Regions from separate parts of the Mus musculus genome. Here region 1 is linked to region 2. Evidence: chromatin contacts called from public capture Hi-C data. All regions are on one chromosome and are shown on one strand. The core of a region is the stretch at or near the end of the contact, and the rest is flanking DNA. Distances in the headings are between cores, read along the strand shown. Region 1 holds the start of 4930473H19Rik (RIKEN cDNA 4930473H19 gene). Region 2 holds the start of Snw1 (SNW domain containing 1).

Evidence for each region. Capture Hi-C pulls out chosen DNA fragments and counts their contacts.
Region 1: a contact with region 2 is called in a capture Hi-C map of macrophages, with 2.8 times the contacts expected there. The contact joins the promoter of 4930473H19Rik here to the promoter of Snw1 in region 2. A contact is called at or near these places in 1 of 39 promoter capture datasets (embryonic stem cells), 1 of 115 datasets of contacts at active chromatin or transcription factors (stem cell-derived neural progenitor cells) and 1 of 9 other capture datasets (macrophages).

What each region holds. Positions count from the first base shown.
Region 1 is chr12:88,439,964-88,445,167 of GRCm38.p6, reverse strand. 4930473H19Rik (RIKEN cDNA 4930473H19 gene) reads left to right here and starts at 2,935. Exons shown (of 3, transcript NR_166711.1): 1 at 2,935-2,987; 2 at 3,933-4,141. It overlaps Adck1 (aarF domain containing kinase 1), which reads right to left. Exons shown (of 11, transcript NM_001277297.1): 6 at 3,927-4,085.
Region 2 is chr12:87,469,376-87,474,434 of GRCm38.p6, reverse strand. Snw1 (SNW domain containing 1) reads left to right here and starts at 2,136. Exons shown (of 14, transcript NM_025507.2): 1 at 2,136-2,187. The coding sequence starts at 2,174.

The DNA of each region.
Region 1 (5,204 bases), core at 1,686-4,185, 970 kb before region 2:
GCCATAAGAATAAGCATTAAATAAATAAATAAGTAAATAAGTAAGTAAGTAAGTAAGTAAATAAATAAATAAATAAATAAATACCTAGCTAGCAGTAGTAGCAGGTAGCACACTCCTTTAATCCCAGCACTCAGGAAACAGAGGAACTCTTCCTCTGAGAGTTCAGGGCCAGCCTGGTCTACAGAGCAAGTTCCAGGACAGCCAGGGCTACACTGAGAAACACTGTCTCAAAACAAACAAATGAACCTGTCGGGTTGGGCTTCGGTTAACTGCAGACAAATCATAAACTATTTAACATATTCCTACTCTCCCTGACTCTGAAAACACCAAAAAGCAAGATAGAACAGATTTCAGTGGGAACAGGAAGGGGTCAGAGGGCACCACAGGCTGTGTGGTGTCACATAAGCAGGTGACACTATCAGTACCATCAAAGCCATGATGCTTTCAGCATACTATTTCTTCAAAGTTTTGGTCACTATTTCCTCTTAAGGAGAAGAACCAAAGGCAGTCCATTCCATCTAGACAGCCCTCAAGTCCAGCTACACATTTCTCCTAGTTCTTCTGAGAAAGCTGTACCGTCGATCATTCTCTTACCTCGTGCCTCAGTTTCCTTCCCTGGCAAGGGGCCCTGCAGGGCATGGAGCTACCTATATGTGAAGCCCTGGTGCTAAGAAGCAGATGAGCCTAAGTTAAATTTTCACCATTTGGAAATCTAGGTTGATCAAGACGTTTATGCCTCTCTGTTGCTTTGAATGTAAGATTCAGACACACTTGTCAACTCGAAACAAGTCCATGTCTGTCATTATCGTTGCTCCTGGTCTCCAGGGGAAAGGTATACTACTTGGGTACCTTTGGTTAAGTTTATCCATTGATTTGGAAACCTCAGCTTGGCAGTGGGCCTTGGAGCTCTGTAAACATTAGGCCAGAGCCCCAGCAGGTCCTACTAGGTCATTTGGAGGACAGCCAGGAGAGCACCAAGGGTGGGGTGAGAGCCCAAAGCTGAAGTCTCTCTGGGCTGCCTGGGCACGGGCAGGAATAAGCCAGGGACTCCTTCCCATACCTTCATTCCCTGTGATGTGACCACTCCAGCCTGATAATCACACGCCCTTTTCCTCAGCCACTCGGGGCTGGATTATCACATGGAAATGACCACAAAATCACGAAACAGCAAAAGTACATGACTTGTCCCTCAAGTCCCCAAATGGCTATGTCTCACCACTGCCCATCTCCTTCTTCCATCCAGGAAGGAAAAAAAAATTGGCACCTGGCTATAAAGGAAGCAAGCTTAGGGACGCATCTCACCAGGGACTCACTGGCCCTAGCAGGGCCACCTCTGGCCTATGAGACCCTGGCTCAGGGTCTATGTCATACAGGGTAGCCCCCCACAACGGCCCACCTGAGAGCTCCACCTGCTACCACATCAGGACCACCCAACCTCTATAAAAAGTCCCACGACCTTGCTTGGGTAGCCTGGGCCTCGTGGTGGGGCCTGACCATGCACCTCTACTCTGTGCACCGTGAAGCCTCTGCTATCATGCAGGATACAGTCCTCCAGAAGTCAGAGCTCGGCCTCCTACTTGCTTTATTGACTGTGGACACATGGTAACCTCTCTGAGACCTAATGCACCCCTAGTAAGATGATGTGGGTGGCTATAGAAGAGCCTGCTTCACCTCACGCACCACTGGCGTGGAGAGAGGACAAGTGTCCCACACAGAACCAAATGCTGAGCTGTTGGTTAAACAGTGGCTGTCCCGTGACAGCTACGCAGTGACCCATGAGGATCCTGATCCACCTCAGAGCTGAGTCAATGCCATACGCTCACACACTCATGCAAACATCATGCAACATAGTTGTCTTCTGTGACTCAGAAATGTTTCAAACAAGTACTACACAGTTTGATGTGCAGGCTTTAAGCCACGCTGTCTCCCCCCTAACCCTGCTTCTTCCCCTTGCTGGTTTACTCTGTCAACCTAGGCTAATGGCTCGATCCCTTGGGACTTCTGCTTCCCCACCAATGGCACAGGGTTCAAAATGGTACCTCCTTTGTGAGGCCACTCTACAGATTAAAGGGTAAATATATGTGAAACACTTTTAGAAGTGACTAACACATTAAAAGGTCATATGTTATTATACATGTTGCTCATCTTTGAAAGTCTAATAAGCTGTGACACTTCTCCAAGAGCTCACATATCCCCCAGGGTCCTGACCTCACACAAAAAACTCTGGAGTGACCCTGCCTGATGTGACACACTCTCATCTCCACTCGAGCTTTTATCTAAACTGGTTTCAAACCCATGCGTAGACTGTTTCTCCTTTCCTTCCTGTCCCCAACTATCCCTCAGGTTAATCACAAGTCTGAATGCCTGGCACAGCCCTATTCTACGCATGCTCAGATCCGTATTGTTCAGTCTGGCTGCCCTTCACCTTCTTCTGGCATCCTCTCTATTTTATTCAGAGATGGGCTGAGACCCAAAGATTTACTGTGAAGGGTCGAGGATATTAAACACCCCTTAGCACTGGAAGAGGCCTCGCACATGAGAGGCAAACTCGTTGCTGAGACTTAATTACGCACAGATGTTGTGATGGGGTGCCAGCATGCAAGAGCAATCTATCTACAGTTTTAAAAGCTGAGCTGGGTTCACCGTGCAGAATTTGCTTCCTGCTTATGATGTGCTTAGGCAAAATTAATTACTTAGGAGCCTTCATTCCTCCATTGTCTTAGGAATGGTATGTGAGTTCTGGCAGCAGTGGGTCAGATCAGTATGTTAATTATTTACCAATTTGGCATCCTTGTTTCAAAAATCTGTGTTGTTGTTATTATTATTATTATTACATGTCTTGGTCTGGCAGTTGCTAGTTGGCTCCAGCCAGAGGATGATTCTGCTGTTTCCATGGAAACGGTGGAGGAGATTGTTGCGTTTGTCTGGCTCCGCACTCTGGCACTAAGGGGCACCTCTGCCAGGTTAAAGGTGGCAGAAACTCTGAGGTAAGCAGCAGACACAGAGTCAGAGAGCCTGGGCTAAAACTGGAACTCTACCCAAGACACGGCTGTGTAGAGGGATGGGCTAGAAGGGCTCACCATCAGGATGTGTCAGCATCCTGTCAGTACGACAGGGCCTGACACACTGAAATGCTCGCTCACTAAATACTGCATTCTCCCCCCTGAAGTCAGCCCTTTTTGGAGGCCTTTCTGAGCTCCCTGTCCTGGGTAGATTAAGCGTTTCCTCATGGGAAGCCACCAAAATAAATATGAAGGTCCACTGTGTGCACAACACTTTGTAAGACAGGCAATAATGTATCTGCTTTCTCCCATTAAGTGGGAAGTTTCTAGAGCGGCACCAAAAGGGGGCCTCCCACAATACACCAAGAGACCAAGGAAATAATAAATGTAGGATAAGGAAGAGGAAAACTGGTATGTGCAAGTGAATACACCTTTGAGGCCCTAAAGCCTTATACTTCTTTTTCTGTGTCACTGAGGAGCCTATGTGCCTGGTTCTCTGGGGAGCCCCAAGGTTTCTGCTCTATAGTTCTGCATACTGTAGTGTTGTCTAGAAACACTGTTGTAACAAAACTGTACTACAGGAGCAAATGTAACATGCATTTTTGGAGCCGGATCAGAGTACAGAAGTGTTAGCTGTCACCGTCACTCACTGCATGTTCTGTGGAGGGAGAGGCCATAGAACACAGGCCCACGGGGTACTCAGTGTCAAGCATGCAATGAACAGCTGGTTCAACAATCATATTAGGGTTCACTCTTGGAAATTGCCTTCAAGGGGCTTCCATGTGGATCTCCAATTACAAATCACTCACCTTAAGTTAGAAACTTTGGCCAAGAGATGTCCCAGCTCACGCCCTCTATGTAGGGACAGCCAGGGTAGGGCCCAACCGACCCCTGCACTCATCCTTGACGGTCCCGCTCTCCTACCTTTAGGAAGTCAAAGTGCCTGAGCATGTGGGCCACTTTCTCAGCGTTCCTCCCTTCATTCAGGAAGTCCAACTCGAGAGGCAGGTTCTTCTTCGCTTCATCCACCAGCCACATGAATTCAAAATCTGGGAAAAGTTGCTTCACGGCCAGGACAAGCACCTGAAAGCCACCAAGCAACCTGTCAGCCAGTCAGCCCACGGCCCCCACCACGGAAGGTACATGTCCTACCCCGCTGGGGGATGATTCTGTGCGCTGTGTATTCAGATGCTGATTACTGGGCCCAGAGATCAGGTCGCAGCCCTGACAGGCATTGCCAAGCATCTCCTGTCTTACTTTCATGTAAAAATTGTTTTCTGTCACCTCTGGTTGGTTAATAAAGAGCTGAGCAGCCAATAGCTGGACGGGAGAGAAGAGATGAGACTTCCGATCCCAGTGAGGGGGATCCTGGGTGGAGGAAGGAGAGGAGGGAGGTCACCATGAAGAAGTTGCCATGAGAGGCTACGAGAGACAGAGACACCATGGAAAGGACGGACGGAGCAGGAGCAGCCAGAGCAGGACCAAGATGGCAGGTGGCTGGGAAGTAGGCCAGACTGGCATAGTTGAGTTAAAACAGATGAGAACCCCGTCCAACTAAAGTGCAAGAAGCTTTTTAATAAATACAGCAGGTCTCCATGTCATTAGTTCAGAGCAAGGGCAGGTATAGAAAAGCCCTGAGCTTTTGCTCTATGCCCTGCCTGGGTCTCCCGTGAAATACACATGGGAGAGAGAACTGTTTTCCTGGCCTCTGCCACAATAATTGTACCAAGTCCAAAATGTTAAGAAGAGAACAGCATCCAGAAGTAACCTTGACGACTGTTGGCTAGGTACTGCCTGGCTGGGTACCCAGCATCTTGCTCCAAATCCACACAATCATGGGAGACATGTAGGAACATGTCATGTCACTAATCGGGGCTCTGAGAGTTCCTGTGATTTCTTTTTTTTACAAATCTGTACAGTTAGGAAGCCTTGTTTAAGGCAACTTCCATTATCTGTGATGTGGCCACGCCCATATTTGTTCAAATTTTTGTCATTGTTTTGTTGGTGATGGTGGTTGCCTGTGCCAGAGGCTAAACCTAGGGCCTTGCGCATGGTAGGTGGGCAAGTTCTCAATAACTGACCGAAATCCCTAGGCAGAGCTGTTCTTGCTCAACCTGCTAAGGGTAGAGAAGGTGCTTCCCACTGCAGCTGATAACTTCACTTGCTTCAGCCTTGAGGCTGGGATTGAAACAGTTGTGATAT
Region 2 (5,059 bases), core at 887-3,386:
AGTTAAGAGCACTGACTACTCTTCCAGAGAACCTGTGTTTAATTCCCAACACCCACATTAGTGGCTTATGAACATCTGCTACTGTAGTACCCAAGGGGTCCAATATCCTCTTCTAGCCTCGGGCACCAGGCATGCATGTGGTACATATATACATGCAGACAAATACCCCGTATACCTAGAATTATAAATTAAGTTTTGTTACATATAGTGTATGAGTCTGTGTGTGTAAAACTACCACAACACGCATGAGTAGGTCAGAGAACAACCTGAGAGATTCTGATTTCTCCATGTATGTGAGACTGTACGCAGGCAGTCAAGCATGGCAGCAAGGGCCTTTACCCACTGTGTCACCCAATCAGTTCTACAGAGCTCTCTCTCTCTCTCTCTCTCTCTCTCTCTCTCTCTCTCTCTCTCTCTCTCTCTCTTTTCTTCTTCTTCTTCTTCTTCTTCTTCTTCTTCTTCTTCTTCTTTCTCCTCCTCCTCTTCCTCCTCCTTCTTCTTCTTTTTTTTTTTTTTTTGGCTTTTCAAGATAGGGTTTCTCTGTGTAGCCCTGGCTGTCCTGGAACTCACTCTGTAGACCAGGCTAGCCTCAAACTCAGAAATCCACCTGTCTCTGCCTCCCAAGTGCTGGGATTAAAGGTGTGCACCACCACTGCCCAGCCAGATCTACTCTCTTAATTGTGTTGTAGTAAAATTGCTGTTCTCTATATAACCATGGGATGATTAGGGATCATCAGGGTACAAGCACCCCAAACGATATGTCTCTGTGGAAAATGAGAATTGACTGTCAGAATACATATCCATCCCTTTCTTTCAATCCTACATCCTAGGTTTTGGGCTATGCCTTTCTGATTTCCCACATTCATTATTTTAACATTGCCCTCAGTAGCCTCTTTAGTCTCTCATTACCATAGAAAACCAGTGTGTGGCAAGAAGAGTCCTTTTGTTTGTTTGGCGTGGTGATTTACTTATGCTTAGTGCAAGGTGTGGTACTCTCAGGAGGTATGGCATTGTTGGAGGAGGTTTGCCACTGTGGATGTAGGACTTTGAAGAGATCTATATCTACTCAAGCTCTGCCCAGAGTGAGACAAGCAGTCTCTCCTTACTGCCTTCAAATTGGCTTGCTGAACTCTCAGCTCCTTCTCCAGCACTATGTCTGCCTGGATGCTGCTATAATGATAATGAACTGAACCCCTGAAAATTTAAGCCAGCTACAAGTGATATTTTCCTTTATAAAAGTTGCCTCAGTCATGGCATCTTTTCACAGTAATGGGTACACTAAGACAGTTTGGTTTTAGTCTTTTGAGACAGGGTTTCTTTGTGTAGTCTTGGCCATCCTAGAACTAGCTCTGTAGACCAGACTGGCTTTGAACTCACAGTGATCTACCTCTGGGATTAAAGGCATGTGCCTCAACTGCTGGACTAAGAACTGTCTTTCTTGAGCTGCATTCAGTGGCAAAGACCTTTGATCCTAACACTTAGGAGGCAGTGTCAAGCTGATGTCAGATCATGACCAGCTTGGTCTATAGGAAAAGTTCCAAGGCAGCCAGGACTACACAGAAAAACCCTATCTCAGAAAGAAATAATTGTCTTTCTTACCTGTCTCAGTCCTACTTCAGCTCCAAATTATCAGCTGAACTAAATCTACGCTCATTGATCTTAATTTCTAGCATCTTCTTTATTTGCCACACCCCACACTGTTTTTTAAATAATTCATTCGTGAAGCAAAATTTAAAGTAGATGACTGTTAACACAACGATTAACTATATGCACGGAGGGTGGCTTATAGTGGGGGATCAGCCAGACTTTGCATCCTATTCAAAACTCTTAAGCAGTACTATGTGTAGCGGCCTTAAAGCAGAGTTGGATAATAGTATTAGCGTCCCAAAATAAGGCTTTATATCATATTTTGTATTATCACTACTGACATGTTAAACAGAGACCCTGTAGCCTGTAAAATCTACAGAAGTAAGGAATTTCGTATGCTAAGGTAGTTGTTGCTAACGCACTTTCAACAGACTGGCTGTCACAAGTCTCTCTCAAAGAACTACAAGGCCCAGAGGGCCGTTCGGTCAGAGCGCCTGCGCAGTGAGCATTTTTCCATTGTGTTCCTCGTTCCCGGGCAAGACTCGCCCGGCGACGTTGTGGCCTGCGCAGGAAGAAGCGGAAGAAGATGGCGCTCACCAGGTGGGTTGTTGATTTGGGTCCTCGATACGGAAGGGTCTGGAGTACACATCTTTTCCTTTCTGCCCGTACTGTTCGGGCTGTGACCTGGCCTGAGGCGCAGAAGTAACTTAGTCAAAACCGTGGCTGGAACCTCTCTCGGGCTTCCTCCGCGACTAGGCCGCGCCGAAGCCGGGGTCTTTCCTTCGGGGCTTCCCGGGTTGAGTTCGCCCCCCCCTGTTCCGAGAGCCCTGACATGGCCTCGCCGCGAGGACCTCACATGTGCTTCGCGTAAGCGGCGCGGTAGATTGACGAGCGCCTTGTGGACTGCGGGCTGAGATGGTTGCACTGCGAAGCCGCGGCTTATTTAACCCCGCTAAGCAAAGCTCGCCCGTCTCGTGGGAGGCTTTCCAGCCGCTTGTATGTTTTGTGCTTCTCATTTTCTCCTGCTACTCTCTCTCTCCCGAAACAAAGATTTTTGCAAAAAAAAAAAAAAAAACAAAACAAAAAAACAAAGAGTTGGGAACGTCCGAGAACCGACCAAGTTTTTTTTTAATTGACAGCAGTAGGGGCTGCTGTTGACTAAATGCGCGCCGCTCCACCTTTTAACTTTGGATCTTAGAATTTCTTTTGTACATAGAACCACCTCCGGCTTTTGCTGTTCCTGGTTGCCCTGGTTACTGTATGTAAAGTGTTTCCAACCTTTAAGGAAAAGAAAATGCTAAGTGGGAGACTTCCAAAAAGTTATGTAACTCCCAACTGCTGTAAGTGGAAAAACTTTCCATGCAAACTCAGCTGGAAAAGTCTGATTTTAAAGAAGGTATTCACTTTAGGGCCTTGGATTGTACCTGTTAAACCCACTTCTCATATTTTTTCCTGGCTCATAACAATATGAATCCTAAGAATATTTTGGTTATATGAATTAAGGTTTGTTGTCCTGCTTTGCCCTAGAGGTAGTATATGTAGAATGAAAAAAAAATTTTTTTTAAACCGGGAAGATGGACAAGTGGGTACACGGATGAAAATAGTGCAGGCGGGAGGATCTCAGAGTTCCAAGGCCAATCAGGTCTGTATAGGTAGTTTAAGGCCAGGATTTAAAAACAAAAACAGAATAACACTGACCTGGTTAGCTTTAACTGTCTGCTTAACACCTGGTCAAAAGATATCAGGTGAAAAAATTGCCTAGAACAGATTGGCTTATGGACATGTCTGGAAAGGATTGTTTTTCTTGCTAAGAGATGCAGGAAGATCCAAACCACTAATGGCTGCTCCATTCCCTAGGCGGGATATCCTGAACAGTATAAGCTAGATGAGTATAAGCCACTCTGCCAACCAGCAAGCAGCTTACATGGTGCCTAGCCTGCCTGCCTGCTTGCCTCCCTCCTTCCTTCTCTGCAAGAAAGCAAGTCCCTCTTGCTCTTGATTGTCTGTGGGATTTCACTAGCTGCCTTGACATCTCTCGTGGGTTTTAACCTGGAATTAAAAGCCAAATGTACTGGCTGGGTTTGTGTGTCAATTTGACACAAGCTCAATTTATCACACAGATAGGAGCCTCACTTAAGGAAATGCCTCCACGAGATCCAGCTGTAAGGCACTTACTCAATTAGTGATCAAAGGCGGGAGGGCCCAGCCAATTGTGGGTTGTGTCATCCCTGGGCTGGTAGTTCTGGGTTTTATAAGAAAGCGAACTGAGCAAGCCAGGGGAAGCAATCCAGAAAGCAGCAGCCTCCATGGGTACTGCATGAGCTCCTACCTCCAAGTTCCTGCCCTGTGCGAGTCCCTTTCCTTACTTTCTTTGGTGATAAACAGCATTGTGTAAGTGTAAGCTCAATAAACCCTTTCCTCCCCCTACTTGCTTCTTGGTCATGATGTTTTGTGCAAGAATACATACAGTGACTAAGACATCAGATAAGCCCTTCCTCCTGTAAATTGTGTTTTGCCGCAGTTTTTTAACAACAGCCACAGAAATGAAACTGGAACCAACAGATGATGTACTGGTACATCAACAGATGTGTGGTCCTAGCCTCGGTACAGAAAAATAAGAGTGAGTTGTGCTGACTGAGTGTTTTAGATAGCAAATATTCGAGTCTTCTTCAGGCACTATGATACAGATTAGTAGGACCATGAGAGGGAAAGTAGAATTTGAAATGGATGCACACAAGAAGAACGCCAGAGGTATAATATGTCTTGAGTGCCTATCAGCAATGCTAAAAGGTGAAGTCTCAAAATGGTCGGGCTTGAGGACTACAAAGCTTTCATTTCTGTGTTTTTAAATGTTGTTTATAAAACTAGCAAATACGGACTGGGGAGGAATAGGTCAGTGGTTCAAAGCAGTGGCTGTTCTTGCAGAGGACCTGGTATGTTTCCCAGCACCCACATGGCAGCTCAGGTTGCTCTGTCTGGTAAATGAATAGTTAATCATAATGCAGAAAGTTGGATGGTATACACATGGTCTAGACAGCTTTAATCCCAAAACTGGGGAAGCAGCTGGATCTACACAGTGAGAGTCTGTCTGCTGACAATGAAAACAGAAAAACCAATAGGAAAGCACAGTAGCATAATGTGGAATTCCTCTATAATCTCATTACTCTAGAGGCTGAGGCTAGACAGGGACAAGTTCAAGACCAGCCTGGACTACCTAAATAGGCCTTGTTAAAAATTAGGAAGGCCACCAAACCCGGACACTATTGCATATGCCAGAAAGAGTTTGCTGAAGGGACCCTGTTATAGCTGTCTCATATGAGGCTATGCCAGTGCCTGGCAAATACAGAAGTGGATGCTCACAGTCATCTATTGGATGGAACACAGGGCCCCCAATGGAGAAGCTAGAGAAAGCACCCAAGGATCTGAAGGGGTCTGCAACCCTATAGGTGGAACAACAGTATGAACTAACCAG